Linked DNA regions of Mus musculus: region 1 is linked to region 2. The links are chromatin contacts, called in public capture Hi-C maps. All regions are on one chromosome and are shown on one strand. The core of a region is the stretch at or near the end of the contact, and the rest is flanking DNA. Distances in the headings are between cores, read along the strand shown.

The links. Capture Hi-C pulls out chosen DNA fragments and counts their contacts.
Region 1: a contact with region 2 is called in a capture Hi-C map of embryonic stem cells, with 4 times the contacts expected there. The contact joins the promoter of Abca15 here to the promoter of Acsm3 in region 2. A contact is called at or near these places in 3 of 39 promoter capture datasets (the 3T3-L1 cell line, cranial neural crest and second pharyngeal arch cranial neural crest) and 2 of 9 other capture datasets (adipose tissue and embryonic stem cells).

Annotation. Positions count from the first base shown.
Region 1 is chr7:120,323,744-120,330,078 of GRCm38.p6, reverse strand. It overlaps Abca15 (ATP-binding cassette, sub-family A (ABC1), member 15), which reads right to left and starts at 1,395. Exons shown (of 31, transcript NM_177213.3): 1 at 1,255-1,395. It overlaps Abca14 (ATP-binding cassette, sub-family A (ABC1), member 14), which reads right to left. Exons shown (of 31, transcript NM_026458.4): 30 at 5,447-5,520; 31 at 4,727-5,041. The coding sequence ends at 4,901.
Region 2 is chr7:119,757,324-119,763,028 of GRCm38.p6, reverse strand. Acsm3 (acyl-CoA synthetase medium-chain family member 3) reads right to left here and starts at 2,106. Exons shown (of 15, transcript NM_212442.2): 1 at 2,047-2,106.

The sequences.
Region 1 (6,335 bases), core at 146-2,645, 570 kb before region 2:
GTGACCTCACACAACTGACAGAAATTACGGGGAAGAGAGCTCTGAGGAGAAGAGCTGGAGCCCCAGGCCTTAAAGGAACGTCATCAGGTTAAAGCTTTATTGAATCTTAAAATGAGGATGAATCTGAAGGAGATGGGCTGTTTTGGGGACTATAATCCAGACTCAGGCACAGCAATCAAATCAGGGGCCCTGTTAGCATGTGCACACACAGACACACACACACACACACAGACACACACACACACACACACACACACACACAAACTCTTTGGAAAAAATGACGCTTGAGTAGACTTTATAACATTTTGGAAAATAACAGCAAAATGAAACATAACCATAATATTACTAGGAAAATCTCTACTACTGTCTTTAAATTTATTGATATTGTTGTTGTGCACGTGCAACACATGGCCATAAATAAAAATAAAAGTTAAAATAAAATTAAAGATACACCCCAAGCTAATGAAACCAAAAGAGTACAGAAGTAGCTGTGCTAGTTAAAACAGATACAAAGTCAGGCTTGGTGACACATGCTCATAATTTTAACTACTCAAGAGGCTGAGGTAGGTGCTTGTGGAGCTGGACCTGTATCATATATATTTTCTGATCACAGTGTTATGTAAGTTTGATATAAATAACAGGAAATACTTTTAGAAAATTCACAGATATATGGAAATTAGACACCATGCTTCTTGTGAGTAAAATCGTCAATGAAGGCTTTTTTTCCCCCAGAAAGCAATTACCGATGTCTTGAGACAAATGGAAATGGAAAAAAAACATACTAAACTTACAAGATTTAGCAAAATACTCACTCTTTAAGGGAAGTTTACAGGATTAAAATTTACATCCCAGACTTTCAGAGAAACAACTTGCCAGTATGTCAGGGAACGAGAATAACAAGAATAAAACTAAGTGAGCAGAAGAGTGAAGCTCGGGAGGCAACCAAATCCTACACAGCCCAGACATCTCTTTACTCTGTGTTCTGGGTAAAGGAAAAAATGTGGGGCTAATCCCCACCCTCTTTTAAGACAGTCTCATTGTGAAGATCTGGCTGGTCCACAACTCAAAGGGCAGTGATGGGGCATCCTGCCGTTTTGCCTTTGACCTCCTACACCCCGAGCTGTGGTTTTGGCATTATCCCCATTTCTATATAGAAAATGGCAAATAGCGAGAGAGACAGAGAGAAAGGGAGATTGAACTCCCAGGGTATCTGAAAGCAGTGTGAGAGCAGGGGACACACAAGGGAGGACTCACCACTACTGCTCTAGTTAAGCAACCTTAAACCACTTAGCGCCTTATCCACCGAAGAGCATCATATGGCCCAGTTCTGGAAGCTCTTCCTGCACACAAGCAAGGCCTTAGCTAACCGTCCTGTAGGGTAGTGCTCTTTCTTCCAAGATCGTGGCCCCGGATCGGATCTCGTGCAACGAATTAAAAGTACAGTCGTGGGTGGACCAGAGGCACGCGCCAAGTGCGGTGAGCCGTTGAGGAGAGTCAGGTGCAAGAAAAAAGATGGAGGCACGTGCTGGGGGAGGAACAGGGGATGGGCTGGGAGTAGGGGGAGCCAACAAAACAGAAGGATCACGGAGCATATGCCGAAACCATATATTTCTCCTGTTCTCCCAAGTGCAACAGTTCAGAGGGAAAGAGCACGGAAGCGGGTCTGGGAGGGCTCCTGGCGATAGATCAACAGTCATGCACTGTAGTTAGGAGATGAGTTACTAGAGCTAGCAAGCTCAACCTGGAGTCAGAGAGACCTGGCACAGAGCCCAGCACAGAGCCTGACTTGTTCCAAATCCTTCTCAGCAACGCCTATCATTCAGTCCACCATGCACCATTGTTCCTTTCCACACTTGGGATCCTCTGCCCACAGCCCCAGCAGTATAGTGTTTCACACACCCCTCTCTCCGTTCTCCCTCCCATCTCTCCGCTTCTCTGACTCTATGCTGCTCCCCAATCTGGGATATCTAGCCACTCTTCTCAGTTCCTTCCAAGTCCGTACTGACTTAACCATGAACCCGCGTGCAGGAGCTGCCTAAGCCCTTTGCCCTCAGCTCTCAGACTCCCCACCTGCTTCATCTGGGTTCATCCACTAGCCTGTCAATAGAGGTCGACTCCACCTCTATATCAAATATCCCAGTGCTGTACAGGTCCATGAATGCCCACTCTTCTTGCCTCTACCCATCCTGATACCCTCTTCCAGTGTGGTTTCATTTTAGAGTCACAGGCTCTGAGTTCTGACAGGCACCGCAAGTTATCTATCCTTGACGTGCATGATAGGGATTTATTGTTGCATGGCGCTAAAAGGAGCGGGAACTAATGTGACATTACACTTTGTCAGGAGAGGGCGCTGGAAGAACACCATAGAAGCTTCTCTCCCGGGTTATCTTCTGCTTCACTTTTTTTTTTTTTTTTTTTTTTTTTAATTGGCTCTGGCCTGGTAACTTGCCAAGCAGCAGCTTGGACAGCATACTCCCCCAAAATCCCCACCCCTGCTCCCTCACCCCCGCACTTACAGTCCAGGACCATCAGGGCCACAGCTGTCTGGCTCTCAGCGAGAGGCTGCCAACAACCCAGCCTCAACAGCTGTTTCCAGTTCAGGCGCTCAGGTATTCAGCCCTTGAAGAATCCGCGTCGCGGAGCGGACGCGGCTACCCTGTGCTTGTTCCTTGGATGTTTTCATTCATCAGCGATAGTGCCGAGAGTTCATTTAAATATCTTCAATAAACTTTCCCTGTGCAAATTGTAATTTGGCATCTTGTCTCTAGGGGGAAACAGTGACCTGCGCACCAGTTGCTGTGGTCAAACCTTTGGGCACCTGCCAATCTTCCAATGACAAAAAGTAAGTAGCAAAACCTACTTTCCCCAGACCTGCGATGACTCAATGATGCGGTCACGGAGAGTGGACCGTAGAAGACTCCACACATGTTTTAATCTGCTAAAGCAATGACACATAGATGGCTTCTGGATATCATTTTGTTGCTAGTTGGGGAGGCAGGGTCCGGGGTTTACAGGTTCTCAGCCTCCTATCCAAAGAATTAAAAACAAGGACTCACATAGACCTGCAAAAATAGCAAGATAACCATATGCATGTCCGGTTGTGAATAGGCCTAAGTTTTGACTAGGGCATTCTCCATAAAAGTTCACTTAACAGAATTTGCATTGCTGGACATGCACCTGAAACTAGCTCAGGCCATAGCAGCCTTTACACTCTTGTTACAAGGATATGTCAGAATATTCTTGGAAAGTAACCACTAAGTTTGATTATTGCTGGAGGCAGAGAAATTGATAGTATGGTTCACAGAGAACCCAATCAACGCAGGTAGGGGTGTGAGTGGGTTCTGATGCTCCATAGTGTGCAGTGTGCACAGACCACGTGTGTGCACAGTTCATCCAGGCAAAGGAGCAGGCTGCCAATAGTGTTGTTACAAGAGGGAGCATAGGCATAACCAAACAGGGTCCCAGGGTACTAACCTGCCTCCTATGCTTGCCTGCTTCACTTTTGTTATTGACAGTATCAACTGAGGATGCAAACGCCGAGAACAAGCCGCCCCACAGTACAGCAGCCCCAGACTGTTTGCTGGGTGATTCTGTGCTGCCCACTATACTTGTCTATTTCTCAGACTGAGTGCTAGAGAGAGGATTAACGTCTCATGGTGTTCGCCATTTGCTCTCTGTTGTATGCCGGCCTGAGGCTTACAAGGACTGGGTACACCAAGGAGGCAGGCTGGGGCTGAAAGAGACTTAGATGGCGAGAGGTTAATGGAGCCAAGACATGATTCTGTTCAAGGCCCTCCAGTTTACAAGAGTGTGCTTATAAAAGGGGGGAAGGCTCATCCCCTGCCAGTCCATTCTTGGTGTCTGGAGCCAGCCTGTAGGCGATGTGCAGAATAGGACATTCCTCTGGAAAATCTCAGAGGCTTCTCAGTGGGTAGCAGTGTCTTGGAGAGAGCAGTGGCTGGTGGCAGAACAAAAGAGCCATCTAGGTCAGAAGGCTCCACCTTAGGTAATTTCCTTCTCAGTGGCAGCAAGGTCAAAGTGTGGATCAGCCTACTTCAGGGCTGAGGGAGGCTACAGCTCTCCCTGCCTAGACTGTAGGAATGCACCCCACCTTCTTTCTGTCTTAGAGCTGGGTCAGAGTAGGAAAGAAGACACGGGATTCTCCTTTGCCATTGTTTCATTTTTGAGACAAAGATTCATGTAGCTTGTCTCATAGCTGCTCTGTAGTGGGGACTGGTCTTAAACTCCTGGACTCCCAGCTTCCACCTCCTCAATGACAGGATTGGAGGTACATGTGGCTCAAAACACACTATTAAAAAAAATGTTTCCTTTCTGTTCTTAGACTTTCATGTTCTTAGTGCAAAGACTCCTGATTTGACTTGGGGAAATGACTGTTCAGCTGACCTTTTAATCTTTGACATTGACTGTGTGTGACATGAACGTATGTGTGTTCTGGGAAAGAGATGATTCTCCTGGGGCCTCCTCCTCCTCCAGTGCACAACCAGCTGCTACAATGTAATGATAGTGTTCTTCATGTTGCCCCAACTATATCACCATCCTTTGAATGTTTCTATTCTCAGGATACTCTGGAAAAGAAAAAAAAAAAAAAAAGACCTTGTCTCCACCCTGGTAAATGCTGTTTCTTTCATGTTTCTAGGAGGGAGAACAGGGTATTTCATAACTTTAGCATGTAGATCTGAACATACTAGATACACATACTCATCTAAGTCTATAATGAAGGGGATACATTTTATTATGTAAATATATTTACACAGTTATATATACGCAGGGACAGTGATACACACATAGTTATATATACGCATGTATATACACATGTGTCCCTCTCCAAACCCAAGTGCATTTGAATAACGACGTCATAATCACTGGTTGGAACTGAATGTCAGGGCACTGCTTTCTCATAGCCGCTCCGTGGGTTATCTGGATTGGCAAAGGTCAGGAAGACTTGCTCCAGCGTGATCTGACTGATGGAATAATCTTCCAAATTGTAGTCCTCCTTCGCTTTCTCCAGAATGCCAAACACCTTCAACAAACAGCAACAGAAAGCATGCAGTTACCACTGAAACGTTCCCCCCAACCCCCCACCCAGAGGACTCCCTGCTTCCTCTCCCCAGTGTCCATTGGATTCACAGTAGAGGACAAAAGGCTCTGGGGGTGGGGGTGGGGGTGAGAAGGGAAACCCAGAGAAATAGATAATTGAGAAACTAAGGGCAGGCAGACCTTTGTCCCAGCTCTCTGGAGGGACACAAGCTAATACTAGGATTTAGGGGCAGAAATAGAAGGCAATTACATTCTAACAGGTCTGAAAGTTAACATGAGTGCTAGCACATCCGCAATGCCAGGCGTGACTCCACGGCCTGCATCCCCAAGGGCATCACTAGTGTGCTCCTAGCATTAGTGCAAAGAAGTGCATGGCTTCGGCCATCACCTTTCCCCAGCTGTTGTTCTTGCTGGGAATGTAGTAATTAAGGATCCCTTGATTCTCTTGCTTTAAGTCGCTACCTAAGACAAGAAAGTAGACAGGTGAGTAATCTTAAAAGATTTCATTTAAAATTCCCTTAAAATAATGTGACGTCTGCACCATATAATATTCGGGGGAGAAACTAACGGGTCAACACATAAGTGGATAGGACCGAGTATTTAATAACATGAGCCTTATGGGGACCTTCTACTTCAAGCCACCACGTACAGTATAGCTAAAGTATTTACGAGGTTTATTACTGATGGAATCGTATTATTATATGGAGTACATGACAGTTGCCCAGTGTACTGTTTTCAACTCACATGTCTAATGTTAGATACTACTCATCCTAAAACTAACATTAGGAGCTTTGATTGCTAAGCCAGTGCTGGGAATGTGGTCTGGGCAACTCATTCTGGGTCGTGCACTTTCCTGTGCCAGCTTTGGAGGAGAGTAGAAAAGATACTGCCTCAACATTCTTGTGATTATGCACCTCCCTGCCATTGGCAAGGTTACAGCATACAGGCCACCAAAGTCTGGCCATTTGTTAGTTCGCTTTACAGTTGTGTAAGAATTCACCAGTACACACAAGGCAAACGGTAGTATCCATTATGAATTTTGAACACACACTTTAGTTATACTTGATTTGTAGATTAAGTTGACTTGGATTTAAAAATTGAAAGTGTAACTCATATATAGTTAAAATGTTAGATTTCCTTTAAGATTAGCCCCAAAGAATGCAGTCACACAAATCTTTTTATTATGTCCTATTTCAAACATAGAACTTAATTATTTAAAGTTACTACACAGGAAACCTCCCATTCAGGTTTTAAAAAAAAAGTTACCCCCACACCCC
Region 2 (5,705 bases), core at 857-3,356:
AGAACCCAGGACTACCAGCCCAGGAATAGCACCACCCACAATGGCCTCTCTCACCCTTGATCACCAACTGAGAAAATGCCTTACAGCTGGATCTCATGGAGGCATTTCCTCAAGGGAGGCTCCTTTCTCTGTGACAACTCCAGCTTGTATCCAGTTGACACACAAGACCAGCCAGTACAGTTACTATGGTTCATTTATTTACTCAATACATACTGCTTGAATGTTTAAAATGTTGCACATATAGACAACATATTGGGGGGATAGAGAGGAGGTCCTCTCTAGTGTCATGACTGGCACAAGTAAATGAAGTAAAAAAAAAGTGCTGTTACATGAAAAGGTAGGCAGGAGAAAACAAGGCTATTTTGGAAAGTCTCTCCAGGGAATGCATCATTTTTGCTGCAATCTGGCAAGTTGTGCCTAGCATTTTGGATTGATTTATTATTCCACATTCCAGAGAAACACACCACCCTCAAACATACACACACCCAACTGAACAGTACGTCCATTCATCCTGAGACAGGCCTATATCAAATGCTGAGAATACTTCTGTTAACATCATAAGGGCACCCATCCCGTCTCTCTGAGTTTACAAACTATTAAACAACTATGCAAGTATTTACACTGGGGATAAATACAGTGTACTCACCTTGCTGATACCAAGCAGAATCAGAGTTCACTGTTTGTTGTTCCTCCCCTAACCCCATACAAAACTCTCCTTCATTCAGAATCTTTCACAAGTACATTGGTGTAGCCACTGATAACTTACTCGTGTTCAAGGAAATAGCCACCCACCCATGCTCATGCAAAAACCCTCATTAAACTCGGGGAGTACAGAACAGATGTGAGAGTAGGAGTGGGAGGGCCTTCTCAGGGAGAAGAAGGGGCTTGGGGGGAGCTGGAGGGAGGTGGAAGAGAGAAATAAAGGGTGATATGATCAAAATACATTAGGTATGTATGCAATTGTCAATGAATATGCTTTTAAAAAGGACTTATCTCAATGAACATTTTTAGAAGTCACATTTTTAAAAAGAACAGAAAATTGATCAATCAGTTGGGACTTAAAATGATCTTAAGCATTTTTTTAATAGAAAAAGGAATGTCAACACCCCTTCATCAAATCCATACTATTTCTTTCTTCCCAACAAGGGCTCAGTCAGTTCCTGCCTTTTACAATGCTCTTGTCTTACAATGTCCACTTTCCTATCTGTAAAATCCCTTGCAGGTGAAAGAAAAGATCACTTCTGCATGGCAAATCTAGATTTTACACTAAGCCATGAAATCTTGCTAAGAAAAATTCTAAGAGAGGCACCACTGTCTGGATGGATGTGCTTTTGAAAGAACTTAAAGTCTCATCTGAAATAAGAACTTTGGGTCCATATAGACGGCAGGGCAGAGGGATCTTCCATCTTTCCACATCTCCACAAAGCCCTTCCCCCTGATTAGCCCAAATAACAACGGCAGATACACAGCCTCAAAGCAAAGTACAACTCCATGGTTCTCATCCACAAAAAGACCTTGTCTTAATTCCCACCCTCAATATACTGCTTTAGATTATCCCTTGTCCTGGAGAGAAGACGTTTTCAAGAGGTAGTTTGTGTACTTCTGGATAGTTAGAAGATGAACTTCCATCTGTCATTGAGCAGGGTTCAGTCAAGCTCCTACTCGCTTTTTTTTTTTTTTCCAAAACATTTTATCATGGAAACATACGAAGCCATTATTAAAACCCAAATCTCACCAAAAAGCCTAAGCTGAAAACTCAGCTGCCCTGCCAGCCATGTCCTGGGGGTGCTCTCTCCCAACCTCCTCCTCAGTGCTCCCATGGCAGCTGAAAGACTCTGAGTTTAGAAACCCCTCTGCCACCCATGGCTTCACAGAGCATTTTCTGAAGTTGCTGGTATTGTTTGCTGAACATTTATAAAGAAAACCTGCACTGTTGCAGGAAGTCTTACCCAGGAAAAGAAATTGGATCCTCACTAAAGATACTGCTTCCCACACAGCTGGAGTGATAGTAGACCCGCTTAATGGAAGAGAAAGCCAACTTCTCACCTCTGCTTTAGTGTTGGTGGTGGATCAAAGTGGACGGAGTTTGACGGAGGAGTCAGACTGGCCGGCAGTGCCTTTCCTTAATTGGTGGATATATTGGTGGGAGGAGCGTGAATGTTTACATAACCCTGGCCTGTCTTACTTAACCTTCTTAACAGGTAATGTTATCTGTACACACAGCAGAGTTTTAGTAGGCTGGGAAGGCAGTGCGTGTGCTTTTACTAGGAGGGAAAGGCTTGCTGAAAAGCAACCGGAATCCGGGGCTTACACATGCCTCACTCAGCCCTTCAGAGGTGGAGGCAGTGTTTCTCAGCTTGCCAGTGATTCAGAGAAGTGTAACAAGCCATGGTGTCTTCTCTGACCCAGACCTCACCGCTCGGCCTTCCTGCTCTGCTGTAGTCACAGCAGCCCCGCTGCTTGCCTAAGACACAGGCGTGTTCCAGCCTAGAGATCCTTGAGCTCCCGGCCTGTAACTCTTCCCACGGCCAAAGCCTCATTTGGTGAGATATCCTATCCCAGGCCTTTCTTCCCAACCTAGAAATCTTCATTGATTTTTTTCCTGCTTTTAACTTTTTTAAAAAAATTTTTTTTTCATTTCTGAACACCGACTTTGAAAATAAGAACTTTGCTTTATTTACTGATGGATCCTCAGTGTAGATATTAACTAGTAACAAATGTTAGCCATCTAGTAAATGTTTCATGTGATATGTGAACAGATGGCTCTTCCAATTGTATATGATAAAAATCCAACTCAAATTTAACTCAAATTCCAACTTAAATACTGGAATTAATAAGCTGGGCACGTTGGCCCATACTTTTAATCTCAGTGCTTGGGAGGCAGAGACAGGTGGATCTCTGAGAGTTTAGGGCTAGCCTGGTGTACACAGTGAGTTCTAGGACAGCAATGGCTTTCATAGATAAGAGCCTGTCACACAAGCAAGCAAGCAAGCAAACAAAAAATGAATTGGTCCCCTTTTAAAAATTGATCTTTTACAAATTTGATTTCTGGAAATTTACTATGTAAATAGTCACACTGTGTGTGAAGAGTGAGTTTTATTTCATCCTTTCAGATCTTTATGCTGTTTTTCTTTGCTCTGCTCCACTCCGCTCTGCTCTGCATTGCTTTGCTTTGCTTTGCTTTGCTTTGCTCTGCTCCGCTCCGCTCCGCTCCGCTCCGCTCTGCATTGCTTTGCTTTGCTCTGCTCTGCTCCGCTCCGCTCCGCTCTGCATTGCTTTGCTTTGCTTTGCTTTGCTTTGCTCTGCTCTGCTCCGCTCCGCTCCGCTCTGCATTGCTTTGCTTTGCTTTGCTTTGCTTTGCTTTGCTTTGCTTTGCTTTGCTTTGCTTTGCTTTGCTTTGCTTTGCTTTGCTTTGCTCTGCTCCGCTCCGCTCTGCATTGCTTTGCTTTGCTTTGCTTTGCTTTGCTTTGCTTTGCTTTGCTCTGCTCTGCTCCGCTCCGCTCTGCTCTGCATTGCTTTGCTTTGCTTTGCTTTGCTCTGCTCTGCTCCGCTCTGCTCTGCATTGCTTTGCTTTGCTTTGCTCTGCTCTGCTCCGCTCCGCTCCGCTCTGCATTGCTTTGCTTTGCTTTGCTTTGTTGCCTTATTTCTCTGGCTGGCATCCACACTGGAGCAGTGAAGTGGAGTTCTTGGTCCCTTCCTAAAGTAGGATGCACTGAGGCTTCCACAGTGAGTTCTACTGCCAGCTGTGGGTTTTGTTATTGATGGTCTTTGTAGGTGAAATCTATGGAGTTTGATTTTTGTTTGTTTATATGTTTTTTTGTCAAAATAGCGCTTTTTTTTTTTTAACCACATTATCCTCACTACTCAGCTTTCTCTCTTCTCCTGATATGTTGGTCCACAGCAACCCTTAATGTTTCCTTTTCTTTTTCTTCTTTTCTGTTTTCAGTGCATTCCAACTGCAGTCTTTCCTCCCTCCACTCCTCCTAGTAACCTCCCCAACTCCCCTCTTCCCCAGTTACACTGCTCTCTTTTTCACTTCAGAAAAGTGCAGGCCAGCTGGGCAATGTTGGCGCACGCCTTTAATCCCAGCACTTGGGAGGCAGAGGCAGATGGATTTCTGAGTTCGAGGCCAGCCTGGTCTACAAAGCGAGTTCCAGAACAGCCAGGGCTATACAGAGAAACCCTATCTCAAAAACAAAAACAAAAAACAAACAAACAAAAACAGAAACGTGCAGGCCTCCCAGTGATATCAACAGAACACAGCCTAACAAGATGCAAGAAGATCAGGCACACACCTCATATCAAATCTAAGCGAGGCAACCCAGTAGAGGAAAAGGGTTCTAATAGCAGGCAAAAGAGTCAGAGACACCCCTACTTCCATTGTTAGGAGCCCCACAAGAACACCAAGCTACACAACCATAACATAGATGCAGAGGACCATCGAAAACCCATGCAGGTTACATGGCAGCTGCTCCAGACTCTGTGGACCCTGTGTGGTCCTGCTTAGTTGGTTCAGTGGGCCATGTTCCTCTGGTATCCTCAACCCCTCTGCCTCCTACAATTCTTCCTACTCCTCTTCTTCAGGGTTTTCCCATCTCCAAGAGGAGGGACTGGATGGAGATCTCCCATTCGGGCTCTTTCTCTGCCTACTGTGTCTGTGGGTCTCTGCGTCTGCTCTTGTCAGCTGCCAACAGAAGCCTCTCTGATGATGACTGTGCTAGGCACCAATCTATGAGGAAAACAGAATACCATTAGGAATTATTTATTTAGATAAAAAATGATTTTTAAAATTTGTTATTTTTTAAATTTTTTCTTTTCTATTAGATATTTTCTTTACATTTCAAATGTTATCCTTTTTCCTTGTTTCTCCTCTGAAAACCCCCAATCCCCTCTCCCCTCCCCCTGCTCACCAACCCTCCCACTCCTGCTTTCTGGCCCTGGTATTCTCCTACACTGGGGCATAGAGCCTTCACAGGACCAGGGGCTCTCCTCCCATTGATGACCCACAAGGCCATCCTCTGCTACATATGGAGCTGGAGCCATGAGTCCCTCCATGTGTACTCTTTGGTTAGTGGTTTAGTCCCTGGGAGCTCTAGGGGTACTGGTTAGTTCATATTGTTGTTCCTCCTAGGGGGCTGCAAAACCCTTCAACTCCTTGGGTCCTTTCTCTAGTTCCTCCATTGGGGACCCTGTGCTCAGTCCAATGGTTGGCTGTGAGCCTATACCTCTGTGTTAGTCAGGCGCTGATAGAGCCCCCAGAGACAGCTATGGCAGGCTTCTGTCAGCAAGTACTTATTGGCATCAACAATAGTGTCTGGGTTTGGTGACTGTATATGGGATGGATCCCTAGGTGGGACAGTCTCTGGAAGGTCATTCCTTCAGTCTCTGCTCCACACTTTGTCTCTGTATTTCCTTCTGTGGGTATTTTGTTCTCCCTTCTAAGAAGGACCGAAGTATCCATACTTTGGTCTTCCTTCTTCTTGAGTTTCATGTGGTTTGTAAATTGTATCTTGGGTATTCCAAGCTTCTGAGCTAATATCCACTTATCAGTGAGTGCATACCATGTGTGTTCTTTTGTGATTATGTTACCTCACTCAAGATGATATTTTCTAGTCCCATCCATTTGCCTATGAAGTTCATGAATTCATTGTTTTTTGGGGTTTTTTGTTGTTGTTGTTGTTGTTGGTGGTTTGGTTTGGTTTGGT